3 separate regions of the Mus musculus genome follow, and all the other regions are linked to region 2. Evidence: chromatin contacts called from public promoter capture Hi-C data. All regions are on one chromosome and are shown on one strand. The core of a region is the stretch at or near the end of the contact, and the rest is flanking DNA. Distances in the headings are between cores, read along the strand shown. Region 1 overlaps Camta1 (calmodulin binding transcription activator 1). Region 2 holds the start of Per3 (period circadian clock 3). Region 3 overlaps Per3 (period circadian clock 3).

Region 1 (2,980 bases), core at 351-2,850, 38 kb after region 2:
TTCCTGTGGGTGGACTGCTCCCTGGACTGGTATTCCTCCTGGTCTGTGTACCAGCAAGCAAGCAAGCAAGCTGAGCACAGAGAAGCAGTCACTGGCCTGTGTCTCTTGCCTTTGGCTGTATGGTGAGCAGCTGCTCCAAGCTGCCTTGACCTCCCAGCCACTACAGACGGTGTCTTGAACTATGCTCTATGTGCTAAATAGACCTTTCTCCCTCAGGCTGACTTTGTCAGAGTGATCTATCACAGCATCAGAGGAGTGTAAGACACACACTGGTAGGCAGGGGCCTTTGAAGGCAGAGCTCCAGTTCTGGTTCCTGAGCACACTCAGTGGGCCCTGCCATGCCCTTCCAAGGCCATAAACTCTTTAACCCGTCCTATACCAGGTATTCTAGTCACTACAACACTTAACACATAGAAGACTACATCTCAGTTAGATGAAGCTTTCAGAAAGGCAAAGTTCTGGGAATGGAATCAGATCTGGGTGGATGGTGCGGTGGGGACACCGAGAGTTGATGCAGGAAGCAGAGCTGACCTAAGACTTTTCTGACAGTCGGACAACTATCTATAGTTGACTAAAGTAGATTTTACAATCTAAAAATCTGACCCCACCCAAAAAAAACCCTCCTATTTTAAATGTCTAAGATAAAATTTCCTCAATGAACAACTATCTATGACAGTGTTTCCATAAGGTTTAACTAAGAAGAGAAGATCTACCCTGAGCAGACATTGTCACCCCAAGGGCTGGGGGCACGGGCTGAATAAGCAGAAAGCCAAGAGCACCAGCAACCAGCTCCTTGCCGACTGCTTGGCACAGAGCAGGCGCCTCACGCTCCTGCTGCCCTGCCTCCCCCAGCACAATGCCAGCGTTGTACCCTCAAACTGAACCAGAAATGTCCCCTGCCCCGCTTAGCTGGTTTCGTCATGCCAAGCAGGAAAGTAGCCACCACTGGTGCCAGCAGGAATGGTCCACACCGAGGACTAGGCAGACTGTAGCAGGCCGAGCAGAGCCAGCTGCCAGTTTGTGTGATGCGAGTTTTACCACGTCGCAGCTCTGCTCATCCCTTTAACTTTGTCTACAGTTCCTTTCGTGCTCTTAAGGCAGATCCAAGGCTATAACAGTTTCTGTATGAGCCACAAAGCTGGAGAATAGTCACCACCTGGCTCTTTACAGAAAACAAAACAAAAAAAACCTTACCAGCCTTTTGTCTACAACATTATTGGACTTAGGCTGGGTGTGATGGGACGCATCTCTAACTCTAGCTACTTGAGAGGCTGAAGTTGGAGGTTTGACACCAGCCAGGGAACTTAATGAGATCACGTCTCTAGATAAAATTGAAAAGGGGCTGAGGATTGTGCCCAGTGGAGAGTGTTTGCCCAACACGTGCAAAGCCCAAACAGTATCATTTGATTTAACCAGGCAGGCATCATCCTGGCTATATGGTTGATGGTAAATCAGTGGTGGGGTCTGCTGTCCACCAGGAGCAGAGGCTATACTGCTAATACACACGCAGGCTTTTTGTTTGTCACAGAAAACCAAAGAGTTCCCCCAGGGTGCAATGCTCAAGCATGACTCAGCAGATACACCTCTCCAGGATGAGCTGGCAGGAGTGTGGCCTTCCCACCCCAGCATCACCCTGTTAGGCGGGTGGGAGGTGCTCTATATCTTTCCTTTTGTTTTGCGATGCTTCAACAAGAACCTGGAAACAGAGGCTGAGGAGTAGAGCATAGAAAACCATGCTGTCTGGTTGCCCCTTCTGACTGCTTCTGCATATCTGAGTTGATGGATTTTTGTCTAGTAGCCTGGTGCTTTGTTTAGTCTATGACAACTTTAGTGCCCTCAGAGGACTCTGCTTCCTACGTTCATTACAAGGGCAGTCAGTTATTAGCCCTGGAGGTATTTCACTACATGCCATGTGAGCCTCAAGCCACAGATGCCCTTCACAATGGCTAGATGACGGCCGTGCTAGTCAAAGTCACTCAGATAATCCAAATCCTGTCTGCAGGCTTCCTTGCTGGCTATTTTTAGGGCCTTGACTCTATTATAACCAGTACCTCAAAGAGCAAAGCTGCCATCCCGGATGCGAGGAAGCAGGGCACTAATTATTAGTGTCATAAGTTTAGTTCTCAAGAGGCTGGTACTGGAGGGAGGGCTTTGTTAAGGGCCTGTGGTCAGGCCCTACTCACGGTGCCTAATTCACAGAAGGAAAATGTGGTTCCAGGAAAGCAGATAACTCCACGTCCACCTGAGCAAGACCAGACTGTGACTCTTCCTGGGATGGGGACGGGCAGGTGTGTGTGTGTGGGGGGGGGGGGGGTGTAAAGACTACACGACTTTCAGAACTGAGCCGTGATGTTCGGGGCTGCTTCTGCAGGCTTACCTGAGCAGCCTTACCTGAATATCATCCATGGGCTGGGGGCAATCCTCGTGCTCTGTCCTATCCCGGTAGGCCCCCATCTCTGTATTCACCACCTCTCTGTTAGCCAACATCAGGACGCTCATTGGTTCCCTCGGGCGCACCTGTGAAGGCGCCGCGTCCTTTACTACACTGGTCCCCTTCGGATTTCCAGTCACCTGTACTGTAGACACACCAATGTAAAGATCTTTGGCACTCCACTTTACTACAGGCTGAGATGCAGACGCTTGGGATGCTGCAGTCTCTGGAGTGGGAGGGGCGGCTTCCCGGCTGTACTCCCTCACTCCTTCACTGGGGCTGATTGTCTCGGGGGAAGGCTGCTTAGACCTAGGGCTCTGCTTCCTGATATTTGGCTGCTCCAGACTCAGTGCAGTGCAGAGCAGCTTCTCCTGCCTTGCCTGGAAGGACTCGGGGTTCAATTTATGCTTTTTGGGAGCCGGATAATCTTTGTGGCCCTCAGTGCTGTAGTAATTAGAGGGTTCAGACCGAGGTCTTCTCAGCTCTGAAAAGTACAGTAGAAAGGACAGTCAGGTCAGGTGATGAAAGTAGGAATCCCTAAAGAATTAA
Region 2 (2,903 bases), core at 102-2,601:
GTTTTACTTAAACTGCTCAACTCTTTACTCTTGCAACAGATAGGCACAATATTGCACAGTTACTAAACTGTCAGACAAATAACGTTCTGCTGGCTTTTCAAACTTGGAAAGCCTAAAGCACCACTTACATCAGCTTTAGACTTGCTTGTCTTGGCTACAAATAAAGCCCAAGCCTCTGGAGGCTGGAGTTCCACTGCACATGAGGACTGAGCCCAGCGCCACCCTATTCGCTGCAATGCATTTACCTTGCACACTGTGTACACAGCGCAGGGCATAGTTAAGAGCATCTAGGGTACTGGGCTTAGTGTGCCTCTCGGCTGGGAAATACTTTTTCATTTCTTGGACAACCATTATAAGCTCTTCAGACATTCTGTTTCGGTCTTCGTGTTCACTGAATAGGAAAAAAACAAACAAGAAACCGTAATGGTGGACACTCAAGGAATATCTGATTTTTAGGGATGTCTGGCCACCTCAACTAGCCCAGGTCACAGGTTTAATGCCCTTTCTCTTCCAGGTAGGGGACATTCTACACTTTCATTCTCCCTTCAGTCCCAACTCCGTCAAATTCTTTAACCACTTTCCTCTTTCTTTCCGTACTCTGGTAATTTAGTTTAGTAACATTCCCCCTCCCATCAATCCTCACCGAACTATTTGGAAGTTCCCTTTCAGGTCGCCTCCCCCCCCTACCGCGTCCCCGGGATCAAAAATACAATAAAAAGTTGTAAATCCTGCTTTCCCTGCTCCAGGGAAGGACAATAAACACAGAGGGTGGTGGGGAGACTTCCTAGCGTCACCTGTGGCTGCTGTCCACGCAAGTGCCCTGCAGAGGACCCTCCTGGCCAGACGCCCCCTGGAGCCCCGGTCCCCTAGTCTGGGGACAGTCGCCACCAGGTACTGCCGGGTCTCCACAGGGATCCATCCCGCCTGGCAGCCCTCAGCCTGCTTCTCTCAGTTTGCAGCTAGCAACCAAACCCGGCTTGTTTTGGTCCCTGCCATCGCCTTCGGGAAAGACTGGTCGCCGACCACGCTCATCTGAGGGGCACTTTTCTCCTCAGCATTTCCACAGACTCTGCTGGGGTGACGAGCTACAGCGACAGCTCGATGGCGGAAGCTGGCTGGACGGACCACCAGCGGGGCTCTCAGGGAGCGCGGTCAGCCTGCAACAACTTTTCCACCGTCCTTGCTGGGAAGCCGGCGAGCATCGAGAAACACCTCAGAGAGCAACGTCCGGCGTGACCGGGCAGAAGGCAGGGGCAGCAGCGCCCGGCCGTGCGGGCTCGCAGGCGTCCCGCCAGCCGAGCAACTCGCCGCCGCCCCGCAGAGCCTCGCCCACCCGCGGGCAGTCCAGTCTCGAGGCCGTCCGCGTGCCCAGTGGCCGCCGGCCCCGCCCCCTGCGCGCCAGGGATCCGGTCCCGCCCCTTCGCCGCGCGATTGGTCGCTGTTACCGGCAACACGAGCTCCCATTGGTCAGAGGGCGGGGTGCAGGTCGTGCACGGCGGGGGTTACATAACCGCGGGCGGGTGGGCGGGTGCAAAGGCCCCCGAGTACCTTACATAACGCGCGGGTCGGGCGAGGGCGGCTCTCGGCCAATCCTGGCCAAGTGGAGTGGCCTGGAAGACAACAGGGCCGGGCCGCGCAAGTCTACTGCCGGGCTTCCCGGAGGCGTGGCCTTGGGGCTGTCAGTCACGGGAGGGCGGGGTCCGCGCAGCCAACAGGTAAGTGGACCCGGTGGCGCTTGTGAGTCCGCAGGCCTCTGGGGCTCCCCGGTATCCCAGGAATGCAGTGCTTTGGGGTTCCCATTGTTTTCATCTTTCCAAAACTTGCTGCTTTCTCCCACCCGCCAATATAGGTGAGTGAACCCAGGTAGAATCCAACCGTATTTTCAGAAATACAAGTTTAATGGTACAAGGTAAGGTCCTTGGCTGCCCTCGAGTTACAGGTTCATTTGGCAACAGGAGTTAGATAGTATTGTAAGCGACGCTCTGTTTTCGAGGAAACAGCCAGGATGCTCCTTTTACATAACTGTCTCTACCCTTCAGAAACGAAAGGTACAGGGCAGAGCTCCAGCCTTCTGCTGCCTGGGTACATCAAGAACACACTCGGTAGTGGGTGGAGAGATGGCACAGCACTTGAGAGTTAAGCACCTACTGCTCTTCCTTTGGATGGTTCCCAGGCATCTTCTATCAGTGTCTCACAAAGTGCCTGTAATTCCAGTTATAGGAGATCCAATGCCCTCATCCATCAAGACACCTGCACAGTGAGCATACGCTATCCAGACATACACCACATAAATAATAAGATCTTTAAAAAAATACACTAAGTATTTGTTGGATGAATGAAAGTGTTCAGGCCAAAGGAGAAGGGGAAAATGCCAGAGAGCAAGTATCCACATTTCATATTGGGCAAATGACCGATTTTTAAAAAAAGTCTTTCTCCACACTGGATTACTCTACTCCTGAGTTCTTCAAGAAACATTCATTGTACGACCATTGGGTGCACATGTGGGCAGGGATTATTGTACTGAGGACAGAACCAAATTCTCTCATACTCAACATACAACACATGGATGATGCCTCAAAGTCAAGAAAGCCTAAGATGCTGGTAGGACATAAACTGGTAGGAATGGGAAGGACAGAGGAAGGAGGCAAGAGCCCCAGGGAACAGGCTGGAGGGTAAGGGAGGGCCGCTGAGAAGGGGAACTGAATCTGAGTGATCCTTTGGGGTGGGGGAAATGGGTGGGCTAACAGAACTGAAAAGCACTGTCCCTTTCAGGCCATCCTTGTGAAGTACAGGTTAGTCATTAAGAACCTGAAGCGAGGGCTAGAAAGACGGCTCAGTGCTTAAGAGCACTGACTGCTCTTCTGAAGGTCCCAAGTTCAAATCCCAGCAATCACATGGTGGCT
Region 3 (2,862 bases), core at 38-2,537, 39 kb before region 2:
GCAGAAACTGCCTGGAGAGCGTGGACTCATGGGACTCTGCTGTCACCGAGCTGGGGTCCCCGAGCTCCCTTAAGTGTAGTCTCCCAAACTCTTACCCCTCTTCAAGGGCAAACAAAAGGCAGACCGCTGGTCGTCATCGTGTCGTTTGGTGAAAAGGAAAGGTTAACTGTTTGTTTTGGTGAGCCGGGGCACACACATCTCCATGATAACATTAACGTAATATTTAAAACTGTTGAAAACACTATTGTTTGGGTAAGAAGCTTTTTGCCATGCAAGGCTTAACTTCAGTCATCCAAGGAGTAAGTCCTGGCTAGCTGACAGATCTTAAGGAAAGAGCCCCTGTGAAAGGCAGCTGCCACAGGAACTTCATGGACGAGAATGGGGTCAAACAACCAAAGCCACGAGTCCCACAGTTCCTGGGGAATGATGCGCTCTGACGCTCTGAGAGAAAGCTGGAATGTCTTACCATCAGGAAGAGAAGCACCATGCTGTACAAAACCTAGATCAATGTGGTAAGTTCACGGACACCCCGTGAGAAACACACAACCTACAGACAGAAGTTCTTCAAGTATTCTAGTGGGAAAGTGATCTTGTAACAACATAAAAAAGCAAACGAGACGAAGGCCTGCGACTCGTTCCAACTGTAACTTACTCAGGGTGACCTCTGAAATCTGCTGTCAGACACAGCCCAATGTCTTCAGGTGACAGATGAGTTAGAGAAGACGTCTTGTTGACTGTTTTACTATCATGAACAAGAGCCAACGTCTGCTCATGTTTTGGGAAAACCAAGAAGGGAGACCTGGGGAGACAGGTCAGCAGTGGAGAGTGCCAGCCTAGTGGATGTGAGGCCCTGGGTTTGATCCCCAGCGCCACCAAAACCAAACCAGAACAAAGCCAGGGAAGACCTTAATGTCAATGACTGGCGTTTCAGAGTTAGACTGTGGTGAGGTAACGCACGGCTCTGTGTCCCACGTGACCTGGAGGGGGTGTGACATCTTTACAGCTGCTCAACTGGTGTCTTCTGCTGGGTGCTGTTCCAGGACCTCTGCAGTGTCACCCACTGAACCTCTGTCTTCACAGGCGACACAGCTCTCCAAAAGAGACCAAAGGCAAGCGTGTTATTTGACGTTAATGCCAATCGAAGAGTTTAAAAGTAAGGAACAGGCTGAGCCGAGGGAAGATTTACTGGTTGGTTTTTGTAAACGTGACAGACACAAACCCAGGCATGTCTGGGATGAGAGAACCTCAACTGAGAGACTGCCTCCATCATACTGGCCTGTGGTCAGGTCTGTGGTGCAGTCTCATGACTCATGAGGGATGTGGGAAGGCCCCACTCACTGTGGGCTGTGTCACCTCCAGGCTGGTGGCCCTGGGTGCTATAAGAAAGCAGACTGAGCAAGCTATGGGGAGCAAACCAGTGAGCTGGCCCTCTCCACGGCCTCCGCTTCTGTTCCTGCTCTGACTTTCCCTGTGAGGTGAAACATCCCTTCTGAGTGCTTCTGGTGCGTCTATCACAAGGATAGAAAGCGAGGACAGAAAGTGGAGAGGAGGAATAGACGAGCAAACATAAGCATCAGTGAACTGAGAGGACACCTACAGAGAAAGCCACCAAAGCCTTCTAACCCTGTGAAAGACAAAACTGAGATAAAGCTCCCTGGAGGAATAAAGGCAAGGCTGGAAGAAGTGAGAACTAAAATCCTGAAGACCAGGTAACGGTATATAACGGATGCAGTGGAGGGAACAAAGGAAAAGATGTATGTGAGAAGAAAAAGCCTGAAAATCTTCCCTATTTAATGATGATCTGAACATCCAAGGTCATCTTCCTGAATGAGCATCCAAGAGGCTCAACGGCCTCCAGACGGGATCAGCTCAGACATACACACCCAGACACATCACAACCACTCAAACCAAAGCAGGAGAGGACACGCCACACACGGGATTCTTAGAAAATCATCCATAGATGTCTCAGCAGAAGTTCTGGAGGCCAGAAGACAGAATGCTGATACAATCAAAGTGCTAAAAGGGAAAACAAAACAAAACAAAAAAAACCTCCTTCCACCAAGAGTCCTTTATCTGGGAAAACTCCTTAAAAAGTAAGGGAGACATTAGACAATCCAAAAAAAAAAAAAACAAAGGCCTGGAGAGTGGGGCATGATGTCACCCTCTCTGCAGTGTAAGCAGTGCTGAGGGTGGCACTGGAGATGGCAGGGTGGTTAAGAGCCCAGGCTGCAGCAGAGAGCTCGGTTAGATTTCCGGCATACACAGCTCTAGAGGATCTGGCGCCCTCTTCTGGCCTCTGTGGGTACCACGCATGCACGAAGGTGTGCAGACATATGTACAACTACACACAACTGAACACAAAGAGGAGGAACGGATGAAGGGATACTGCAGCTGGGTCAGAGGGATGGTAACCCAAGGCTGGGTGCTGTTACAGCCCTGGCTTGCCAGTCCATGATATGACTTAGGACACTAACACCCAAGAATGACCTGGGTTTCTGTCCCAGGGTTCTCAATGCACCAACAAGCAGCAGGAAATGGATAAGGAGCTCCTGTGGAGTGAGAAAGTTTCCTTCAGGATGCGCCTTTCTTATACTTTGGATTTAAGCTTTTAAAGAGGAATGTATATTTGAACTATGTATCTCCATACCTCCCCTCAGCTGGTCACACCCCAGGGAAGTATCTTTATCACCCTAACCATTCCAACTGGTGGGAGAGAACTAGTTCATCATGGTTGTGGAATGGTGTTTCAGACACATAAGGAAAGAACTGTGGCTACTCACAAGAGACTTTTAAGACTGGGACTGCTGACATTCCCTTACAAAAAGGAGGTAGGGAGTCACTAGACCGTCACCGTAGACCGTC

The links. Promoter capture Hi-C pulls out the DNA fragments that hold promoters and counts their contacts.
Region 1: a promoter capture Hi-C map of embryonic stem cells shows a contact between it and region 2, with 2.7 times the contacts expected there. The contact joins the enhancer-like site here to the promoter of Per3 in region 2. A contact is called at or near these places in 7 of 39 promoter capture datasets (cranial neural crest, embryonic stem cells, hippocampal neurons and 3 more), 3 of 115 datasets of contacts at active chromatin or transcription factors (embryonic stem cells and heart atrium) and 3 of 9 other capture datasets (adipose tissue, liver and pancreatic islet).
Region 3: a contact with region 2 is called in a promoter capture Hi-C map of the HPC-7 cell line, with 2.3 times the contacts expected there. The contact joins the enhancer-like site here to the promoter of Per3 in region 2. A contact is called at or near these places in 10 of 39 promoter capture datasets (the 3T3-L1 cell line, the HPC-7 cell line, HPC-7-derived erythroid cells and 7 more), 8 of 484 Hi-C or Micro-C datasets (the AML12 cell line, the MNK3 cell line, cortical neurons and 5 more), 6 of 115 datasets of contacts at active chromatin or transcription factors (CD8 T cells, embryonic stem cells, intestinal crypt epithelium and 2 more) and 2 of 9 other capture datasets (adipose tissue and pancreatic islet).

Annotation. Positions count from the first base shown.
Region 1 is chr4:151,081,286-151,084,265 of GRCm38.p6, forward strand. It overlaps Camta1 (calmodulin binding transcription activator 1), which reads right to left. Exons shown (of 24, transcript NM_001081557.3): 16 at 2,392-2,915. Among named protein-coding and RNA genes, the nearest start is that of Gm13090, 6.8 kb to the right of the region's middle. Within about 2 kb of position 1,601, at least 27 of the 459 cell types and tissues checked have an H3K27ac peak or open chromatin away from gene starts, as enhancers often do. A contact at or near this core is called in embryonic stem cells and heart atrium, where this site is marked.
Region 2 is chr4:151,043,314-151,046,216 of GRCm38.p6, forward strand. Per3 (period circadian clock 3) reads right to left here and starts at 1,352. Exons shown (of 21, transcript NM_011067.3): 1 at 795-1,352; 2 at 246-391. The coding sequence starts at 919. It overlaps Gm38529, which reads left to right and starts at 1,540. Exons shown (of 2, transcript XM_017320565.2): 1 at 1,540-1,715.
Region 3 is chr4:151,004,869-151,007,730 of GRCm38.p6, forward strand. Per3 (period circadian clock 3) reads right to left here. Exons shown (of 21, transcript NM_011067.3): 21 at 1-1,091. The coding sequence ends at 1,008. Among named protein-coding and RNA genes, the nearest start is that of Uts2, 9.2 kb to the left of the region's middle. Within about 2 kb of position 1,288, at least 81 of the 459 cell types and tissues checked have an H3K27ac peak or open chromatin away from gene starts, as enhancers often do. A contact at or near this core is called in CD8 T cells, the HPC-7 cell line, the MNK3 cell line and 3 more, where this site is marked.